Regions from separate parts of the Anser cygnoides genome. Here region 1 is linked to region 2. The links are chromatin contacts, called in public Hi-C maps. All regions are on one chromosome and are shown on one strand. The core of a region is the stretch at or near the end of the contact, and the rest is flanking DNA. Distances in the headings are between cores, read along the strand shown. Region 1 holds the start of RSU1 (Ras suppressor protein 1). Region 2 holds the start of VIM (vimentin).

Region 1 (4,717 bases), core at 1,194-3,693, 200 kb before region 2:
TCTCCTACAGAACTACTCTGCTGCATCTGTGAAAAGAGATTACTTATTTACATTTCTGAAAGTCCAGATGCTCTGAAGGCCTGTAGCACAATTCTAGTTCGTGCTTCAAGTACAACTAGTAGAAAACACTGAAATGCCTGGATTTGAAGAATATTCAAAAAACGGTTGTCATGACCTCTAATGACACTAATGAACTCCTGAGTGAGCAGCTGTTCAGGGACCTCTGAACATAACTTTGTGAATCTCAATGCTAAAGTATAAATGAGCTGACAGCTCAGCCTTCCCTTTACTGAAGATGAAAGCAGGAAGAGATGCAGAGGTCTAAGCTAGTTTAAGACAATTTCAGACACTGAGTGTCGATCTTCATCCACACAGGAGAAGTACTTCCTCTTGAATTGGAAAAAAACATTGACATTTGACAGAGGCAAATGCTTGATTTTGTCTGTCCTGCAACTTTCTTCCCAAAGGGTGGGAGTTAAGGCAAAAGAAAAGAGTGGCTGCCCTGTATTGGAGCAAGTCAGTCACTAGCCTAGGAAGAAAAGCCAGAAGAGTCCTACCCAAGCCACTGCATATATTCCTCCTCCCTTCTTCTTCTCCCTCCCCAGCATGGCATCAGTTTTCTATAGTCCCTGAATATTTTTGGTTTTTATACACACAAGACAAGAATAGATCCGTACCTGAAGGAATAGGATTTGCACACAGAGCAGAGCTACTTCCTAGTTGCTGTGTCTGCATCTACTTTACGTGAATTAAGGAAGTTTAAACACGAGTCACTGGGCACGCTGCTGTGAGTACTCAAACGCGCAGTGGGACAAGGCTTGGCACTTTTCTTGAAAAGCAACTAAGACTACAGAGAGCGGCTTATTTGAAGAATCACTGTCCACTTGGGGCGGGGGGCAGGACTGACAACAATTAAGTACTTTCAGGACACAAAATCCCCATCAGCAGCTAGTGAACATAACTCAGGAATACCCTCCAGCCTAGTAAGTCCTTAAACCTCAAATTGCTAAAAAGAAAGGAAACACCACCGTAATGTTCTCTCTGATGCTAACCTAACGTTATACTCATCTCTAAACATCTACCAGTGGATCTCATTAAAGACAAGATGCTAAGAAAGGACAGTCACCGGGCATGAATCGCTACCCTTGCTTATAACATGTTTGTATTTCATGGAAAAATCAGTTTCTGAAACAGCAAGCTGTAACTCCGTGCTGGAAAGAAATTCAGCACCCCTAACAGGAGAGGTGCTGGACCAGACCCATTTAACTTCCCTGCCAGCTCAGAAAGCCAGAAAAGCCCGGACACTCACTTCTGTACTAGAGAAGTTCACTCCTTAGGAGACAGGTGGCAGGGCTAGGAAACAAGCCACTTCCACGCCTTCTCAAACCACCACCTACAATTCATAAGACACAATACCTATTCACTGCTTCTTTAAAAGCACACTTGGAGGAAGTTATTCCTTCTCCAAGGAAACAGTGACAAACGCCTCGACAGAAATAAGAAAAACACCAAAAAAAAAAACACCTTGCAATTCAGCCAGAGCGGAGAGTAACTGAAAAAGCAAGAAGCTCTGGACTAACTGGACAGAAAGCAGCCATCATTTCCCCCTCCCCTAAGTTTGATCTCAGGGTGGAGAAGGCCCCAGGCCCCCACGCTAAAACAAGCCACGGAAGGTGCATCCACCGTGTGATGGATGCGAGTTGGGGTACCACAAGCCCCCACTTTATGCAACAAACTCGCTGCCAAACAAGGTTCGGATGCCAAATTCGCAACTCGGCACCGGGGAGCACCTTGCGGAGCACCCTGCTGGCCTGGCCCTGCCTGCACAGCAAGCTCAGAAGAGCCTTTTGCATGAAATAAGCGTTTCCAGCTCGGCGCTGCCGAGGCTGGTGCCGGAGCCGAGGCCCGGCCGCGCGGTACAAATAAGGCAGCGCCGCCGCTACGTACAGAGCCCGGGCACGTCCAGCATGTTGGAGACGCCGCGGTCGCACATGTCCACCTCGGGCTGGTTCTTCTCCCGGCTCTCCTCCACCATCTTCTTCAGCGACTTGGACATGGCCTGGGCGGGGATGCGAACACCGTCAGGCGCCGGCCGTGTCCCCCCGTGTGTCCCCCCCACAGCCCGGCGGAGCCCCGGCCGCCCCCCGACCCCCCTGCCGAGCCCCCCGGTGCGGGCCGAGCCCCCGCGGCCACTCACGGCGCTGCGCAGCCCGGCGCTGCCCGGCTCCCCTCAGCTCCCCCCGGCTGCCCTCGGACCCGGTCCCGGTCCCGGTCCCGGCCCTGCCGCCGCTCCCCGCCCCGAGCCCCGCCCGGCCGGAAGGGGAGGGGGGTGAAGGGGAGGAGGAGGAGGAGGAAGAAGAGAAGGAGGAAGAGGAAGAGGGTTGTGAGTAAAGGTTGTGAGGGGCCCTTGCTCAGCCTGAGCACCTGGGCAGCGCCTCACAGACGTTAACCTGGGCAGACGGACCGCCGCCATTTCGCAGAGGGGAAGGAGGCGTCGGGGCGCGCCTCAGGGCGGAGCCATCTTGGCGCCGGCAGCCCCTGGCGGGGGGCGTCCTGCACAAGGCCCTGGGGCGCTGCCTGGCAGCTGAGTTATTACAAATAACATCCACTGAAAGAGTTATTAAAAGTAATATCCACTGAAACCAGGGTGGTAAACGGGAAGGTGCCTTAACCAGCAAACGCAGGCCTGGCATTGCTGCGGGTATAACCTCAGTGTTTCCTTTTTTAGAAATGATTTAATTTGCAGTAGCACGTTTCCGTCTAAGTGGCTCTTAACTGCCTTCAGCCCTTCCCTGAAGTTACAGGCTGCTCTCAGGTCTGTCAGACAAAGCACAACTGCAAGAACTTCCCTTTATCTAGATCACTCAGCAGCATGTAAGTCACTGTGATGCACAAGCCAGCAATGTTCAGTTCCTCTTCATCTGCAGGACGAGAGCCTGCACCGCTTCCACGTGTAACCAAGTGCGCCCTGATTGCCGCCAGTCAGTTGCCTCACAGAGTAAGGTGCCAGCATATTTACTGCTCTTCCTTCACAAAGGACAGTCAGGCTTCATTTAGTAGCAAAGGCTTATCCAGATTCGTCGTCTGTAAAATAACGTCCTAGTTTGCTTACCCCAACAAACAGCTCAAGCCCATGTGCCTGTGACAAGGTCCTCGCAGGCTGTGTCTTTATGGCTGACCAGCTCACCTGGCTTCGCACTACCCCATTTATGCAGTGATAAAACAACTGCATGTTACATTGCACGTGACCTGAATGTCCACGTTTGATCCCTATTGTAGAAGTATTTAATTACTCCCTCTTCAATAAACTTATTTCCCTTACTGGCTTTTGTCAGGACTGCTTTCTTTGTCCTGGTAATTTCATTTCCATCTTCTTTGGAAACAGTTCATGTTTTACTCGCATCTTCTATGGGGTCTGCTTTGGTTACTGCTTCAGCAAACCTCCCATATGAGCAAACACTAATCCATACCCTACTGAGGTCCACACTGGATTTGACACAGAGGGGATGCTTTCCAGCCTTCACTTTAAAGATTTTCAGCTTCTCATGAAGCACTAAATACCAATTGGATGAGAAAGAGTGGGAAAGTAAGCATGTGAGACATACTGACCAAGTGTCTGGTCATTCCCTGATCTTGAAAGCTTAAGTTTCAGGTTCTCCCATTAGCAGTAGTACTGATGAAGGCTAATTTCCTGAAGAGGGCCTGTGCCCCTGCAGTAACCCTCTATCTCCTCTCTTGTCCCCTGGCACCTCAGCATATCCAATTCTTCCTTAACCCCCCTGACCCCAAGTATCCCCAGCTCCCTCTGTACCCCTAGCTACAGGCTGGCCAGCTGGAGACCTTCCCAAATGCATGGCTGTTGAGCTCACAGTGCAGGCTTCTCCAGAGTGAACTTACTTGTGTCTCACTGTACTATCCAGAAAAATAAATAAAGAAAGAAATAGATAGATACCCTTCTATTTTCAAAAAAAAAAAAATCAATTTTAATCAGTTTTAATGCAGGGGTTGTGTGTATTCAAAACAACACAACAGCAACATGTGCCGGCAAAAACATTTGTATATTGCTAGGCATTGCTGCTAGAAATTTATCCACGAAAATTAGAATAATTCGGTGTGATGACTGGCACACTATTTATTTGCTGATCTTTGCCTTATAAAAGCAAACTTCTAGAATTTGGACTCTATTTTTATTATCGGATATTTTAATTTTAAGCATTTATTTGTTAGCAATCCTGTATTGTTGCTATTGTTATTTTGTACAGTAGTCAATGCTATTAATTCTTACTACGTTTCCTTTTAATCAGGACTGCCAAATAATTCTGTGGTTTTAGTTTGGCAGCTGACAGAAAAATAATTACAAGAAAAATCTCAATTCTGGTGCCTAGGATGCTTATCTTGAGTTACTGTGGGAAACTGGGACACCTCCTCCTTTGCTTTATGAGCCAACTGAAAACTGTCTTTCAGCCAAAATGCTTTGTAAATGTAACTACAACTGGCGAATGTTTTAAATTGACCAGCACCATGTTTTCTAGCACTGTAGCTGTATATCTTCTCTCTCCTTTAATTCAAGTACCTGTAGCCCTAACGATCTCATTCTGTTATTACTTCTCAATTTTTGTTTATCAAGAATAGCCCCACCACAAGGGAAGGGCAATTCAAAAATACTGTTATGGACATTTTAGTGCTTATTCTTCAAATCTTAGTCTTTTCGCCATTC
Region 2 (4,735 bases), core at 1,219-3,718:
AAGAGTCCCATGGCACTTTCTTTAAAATTAGGCCTATTACTGTGGTTTTATTTCAGTTCAAACAAGTACACTCTCCATGATTTTTACAGCTATGCTGAGATACCTTTGCTGCCAAGTACTGTGGAGATCTTTCTGCATTTCAAGAGCCCAGTTTTTGTTCCCCTTTGGGTTTGGGATGCAAATATAGGTTATGTTTATCACAGCCTTACAAGAAACTTGGAGCTTCCTCCATTTCTGCACCTGTGTTAAATGCCAACCAGCAAAAGGCACTTTAGAGTTTATTGTAAGTCTGACAACTGACAATATCCTAACATTTTTAGGAAAATTTCACAGTGAGAAACAGCAATGAGGCAGGTAGCCAAGAGTACATATGGTAGCATTGGCATAAACATATGGAAATTACGTTCGAAACAAGGGGGAAGGAGGTCATATTTATTTACCAGAACAAACACTTCCCTGAATTTTAGGGGCAAAGCATTTTCTGAAAGAAGGATGACAGTTGCATGTGTGTGCCATAAAAGGTTTTGTGGAGTAGAAACAAGTTGTGGTCTATTAAGAGAAACAGATTGAGCATGGCGCACCTTTCAAAAACCAACAATCTGTTACAACTATCGGCGCTGCTGAGTAAAGCGTCTTTACTCTGTGAGGCTGTATGCTATGTGCCGCTTTACTTTTTGCCTGCTCATACAAGAAGCGTGTACTTTTGTGCCAGGACTCACAGAGCCTTATAGCTCAAACTTGATGGCTTGAACAAAGCACTGTCAGAGGACCGAAGAGCCAGCCAGCCTCAGGAAGGCTGAATGGCCCCTACCTCCTATTCAGGGCGTGAATGAAGCAGGCTGTAGGCTAGGACTCATGCTGCAAGCACTTCAGTAGCTCAACCTTGTCAGCTTCATTGTTGCTACTAAGCTTCTGTGCACGACAAAGAAAATTACCGACATTTAGACACAAACTGTATTCCTTTACTTCTTGTTGCCATCAAACTAAAACACACCAAAAGCAAACAAACAAACAAAAATTAATAAAATATATAGGCTTCAATTCTTCCTCGTAAGGTACAATACCTGAAGCAGAATAGCTGTGTTCACTGTGAATTGGGGTAAGAAAATGACCTTACCGTCTGCCCACTGCTCGTGTTCAGGTTTATCAGAATTTCCAGTGCAGATACTTGCTTCTGCAGGACTGCAAGTTGAAAAGAATTAAAAATCAGTGGTAGTTTTGCATCCCATAAGTGCTGAAGGAATACATTACAGTTAATATCTCTATGCTATATCAGTCACTTCCTATCACAAAGAGGAAAAATGTGTCACTTATGAGATATGTCACTGCAGGATTGCTCCCTAGAGAACATGCCTCATGCTTTGGCCAGTCAAGTTTTATACTCTCTAAATGATATGGGCTTCCATCATCTCCCTTAAATTACTTCTGCATTCATGCTGAAAATGATCTTGGGGAGTGTTCTTACTGCTACTCAGTCTAGTTTTTCTCTGCCACATGCTATGCCCTGTACTACCAACATCACTCGTCTCTACCGCTGGGCAGCCCCAGTTGGGTAGCACCACTGCTCTGGAAACACTGGGATTTTTGCCTGGCCTTTGAGGCTATTTGGGGATCAAGTCTAGTGAATAGTTATCATTCGGAGAGGGGCCTTCCGAGGACTCTGGTGGTTTGCCTACTGAAATTAAAAGCAAAAGCCTATTAAAAAGCCTTGGCTAAAACCAAGCCTGCTGCTATCCTAGTTGTTACAGGGATTGTGTCCAAAAGCACAGCGAGATCCCGCTTGCAGCTTCTCAGTATCATCCTGGCATCCACACTAAAAACCAGCCCCGGCCCGGGGCCGCGGTTACCCGAGGGCCAGACCCGAGTGGATGGAGGACACCATGAAGTGCTGTGAAGTGAGGAGGACACCGTGAAGTGCTGTGAAGTGAGGAGGACACCGTGAAGTGCTGTGGACACCGTGAAGTGCCGTGTGTGCGCTGAGGTAGCTGAGGGGGCTGCTCGTGACAAAGGAAGACAGAAACGTTTCATTTTTCTGCTTGTGCTGGACGTTTGGCAGCCCTCTGTGCAGAGTTAGCATCACTCTCCCCTAACCTTCCTGTCTTTCAGAAAGTTAAGAAAGAGGGAAAACCAAAAAAAAAAAAAAAACAAAAACCACACCAAAAAAAACGGTTTCTCAGAAAGACTCAGCGCTACGTGTACAGCCCCAGCGCGGGCTCCGGGCTTTCCATACCCGCCCTCCAAATCACTGCGCCGGCTCCAGAGGGGGCGTGGGGGGTCGGGGCAGCCACAGCCCCCCCTCGGCAGCCCGCGGGTGCCGCCCCCCGCCCCGCTTTGCGCCGCCAGGAGCCCCCCGCCCCGTCCCCCCCCCGGGCCGTGCCGTCCCCTCCCCGCGGGCCGGGCGCGGCCATTGGCGGCGGGCGGCTCGGGGCGGGCCCGGCGCCGCCTCAAAAGATGGGGCCCGGGCGGGGGCCACCGCCCTTCTCCTCAGAGCCTCGCCTCGCCTCAGCTCCCCGCCGGATTACAAAGCCCGCTTCTTCTTCTGCTCCGCCGCTACCGCCATGAGCATCAGCAGCAAGAACTCCTCGTACCGCCGCATGTTCGGCGGGGGCAGCCGGCCCGGCACGTCGAGCCGCTACGTGACGAGCAGCAGCAGCCGGTACTCGCTGGGCAGCTCGCTGCGACCCAGCAGCGCCCGCTTCGTGTCCGCCTCGCCCGGCGGCATGTACGCCACCAAGGCCACCTCGGTGCGGCTGCGGAGCAGCATGCCGCCCATGCGGCTCCACGACGCCGTGGACTTCACGCTGGCCGACGCCATCAACACGGAGTTCAAGGCGAACCGCACCAACGAGAAGGTGGAGCTGCAGGAGCTCAACGACCGCTTCGCCAACTACATCGACAAGGTGCGCTTCTTGGAGCAGCAGAACAAGATCCTGCTGGCCGAGCTGGAGCAGCTCAAGGGCAAGGGCACGTCCCGCCTGGGCGACCTGTACGAGGAGGAGATGCGGGAGCTGCGCCGGCAGGTGGACCAGCTCACCAACGACAAGGCGCGGGTGGAGGTGGAGCGGGACAACCTGGCCGACGACATCATGAGGCTGAGGGAGAAGTGAGTGGGGCCTGAGGGGGGGGCACGGGGAGGGGTGGGGAGGGCAGGGCAGGGCCCGCCGGGCGGCCCCTCACCGTGTCTCGCCGCTTGCAGGTTGCAGGAGGAGATGCTGCAGCGGGAGGAGGCGGAGAACACCCTGCAGTCCTTCAGGCAGGTCGGTGCGGGGAGCCCCGGGCTGTGGGAGGCGGGGAGAGGCCGGGGGGGGGCCGGGGGGCCGCGGCCCCACACAAAGGAGCCGCCGCGGTTCTCACGCGGAGCCGCCCCGTTGGCTTTAGGGGACCCCAAAAGGGAGGGGGGAGGCCATTGTCTGGCTTGATCCGAGTCTGGCCGGTGTTACAAAAGCGCTCCGATGTGGAATCGCTTTCCGAGCCAATAAAAGCGAAAGGGAGCAGCCATCTGCTCGCTTGGCTGAAGGGTATTAATGGTTTCTATGGGATTCACCGAGGAATGCAGATAGAGGCATTACGGCGAGTGTGGCGGCAGCGGATTGGGATAATAGACCCCTTTGTGTCGGAGGGGGGGCGCAGGGGGCTGCATTCTTACCGAGTGTGTAATGTTGCGGGCACATTTCGAGGGAGAAGTGTCTGACATGTGGGGCTGAGGTTTTGTACAAGGCAGAGCTCCCTTTTGGTGAATCGCATCGCTCGGTGCCCTACCAGAAAACTGTTTCAAATTTAGCCCCTCGTATCGGTGGTGTCTGCTGATTGGAAACAGGCAATTCGTTCCTGGGGTAAGTTCACAGCAGTCAAGTTGTATTCTTCTGATGTCTGTTAGGAATGTGGTGTTTCATCCCGTGTAAACCAAGGCGTTAATGTCAGAAACAATCTGCACTGGAGTTTAGTCTCTGTAAGGAAGCTACAGTGTTGGCCAGATGAACTAAAACCTAAGTGGCGGCCAGAACCAGCTGTGTAGCGTTCAAAAAGTTCTGAGCTCAGGCTTTGATTTGCGCAAAAACAGCTTTTGGCTTGGATTAAGCCTTGTTTGGACTAGGAGATATTTAGGAATGTGCCTTCTCAAAACAAGTTATCTTCCCTAAAACCGCTGCGTTGCTAGTACTCCTCCTAGCTGGAACTGACCGCCCAGTATCTCCAGCACTGACTGACTTAGTCTCAGAGCTGTTCAGTCTCAGAGCTCTTCGTAGGCATTGGTAGATATCACCATTCAGGAAGTCACCGTCTGATTTTCAATATTTCCCTGAGCAAAGCTTTTGACTACACTATAACTGTAGTCTGAGACCAGGTGTCTTAATGAGATAGTGTGGAAATTGAGACACCTACTCTCATTTGGCCTGGGAATTCAGTGCCTGCCACCATTCTGGGCACTGAAGTTTGAAACAATTTAAGACACTGCCTTAACTACAGTTGCTGAATTACTAGTGCTAAGCCAATTTAAAGTAGTGTGAAGTTCAGTGCAAAACCATTTCTCTTTTGTTCTAGAGAATCTAATCTATTCAGATTGATTCAGTCAAAAGATTCTTTGACTTAAGGCTAACTTAATCTTGCATACTTACCTGGTGCACTCCAAGGCACATCTACCTCTATCTCAAACCAATTAAGCTTTGTGAAGGCTCCAGGCTTTTCAGCGAGCTTGGCTTTGTGCATATCCCATATTCATTATCCACTTCTCTGCGCT

The links. Hi-C and Micro-C count contacts between places; a contact is called where the count stands out from the background.
Region 1: a Hi-C map of granulosa cells shows a contact between it and region 2, with 2.0 times the contacts expected there. The contact joins the promoter of RSU1 here to the promoter of VIM in region 2. A contact is called at or near these places in 5 of 7 Hi-C or Micro-C datasets (fetal liver, granulosa cells and liver).

The regions. Positions count from the first base shown.
Region 1 is chr2:22,305,771-22,310,487 of Taihu_goose_T2T_genome, reverse strand. RSU1 (Ras suppressor protein 1) reads right to left here and starts at 2,443. Exons shown (of 9, transcript XM_066991668.1): 1 at 2,425-2,443; 2 at 1,948-2,059. The coding sequence starts at 2,056.
Region 2 is chr2:22,102,310-22,107,044 of Taihu_goose_T2T_genome, reverse strand. It overlaps VIM (vimentin), which reads left to right and starts at 2,468. Exons shown (of 9, transcript XM_048061750.2): 1 at 2,468-3,103; 2 at 3,197-3,257. The coding sequence starts at 2,559. TRDMT1 (tRNA aspartic acid methyltransferase 1) reads right to left here and starts at 1,188. Exons shown (of 12, transcript XM_048061821.2): 1 at 1,118-1,188.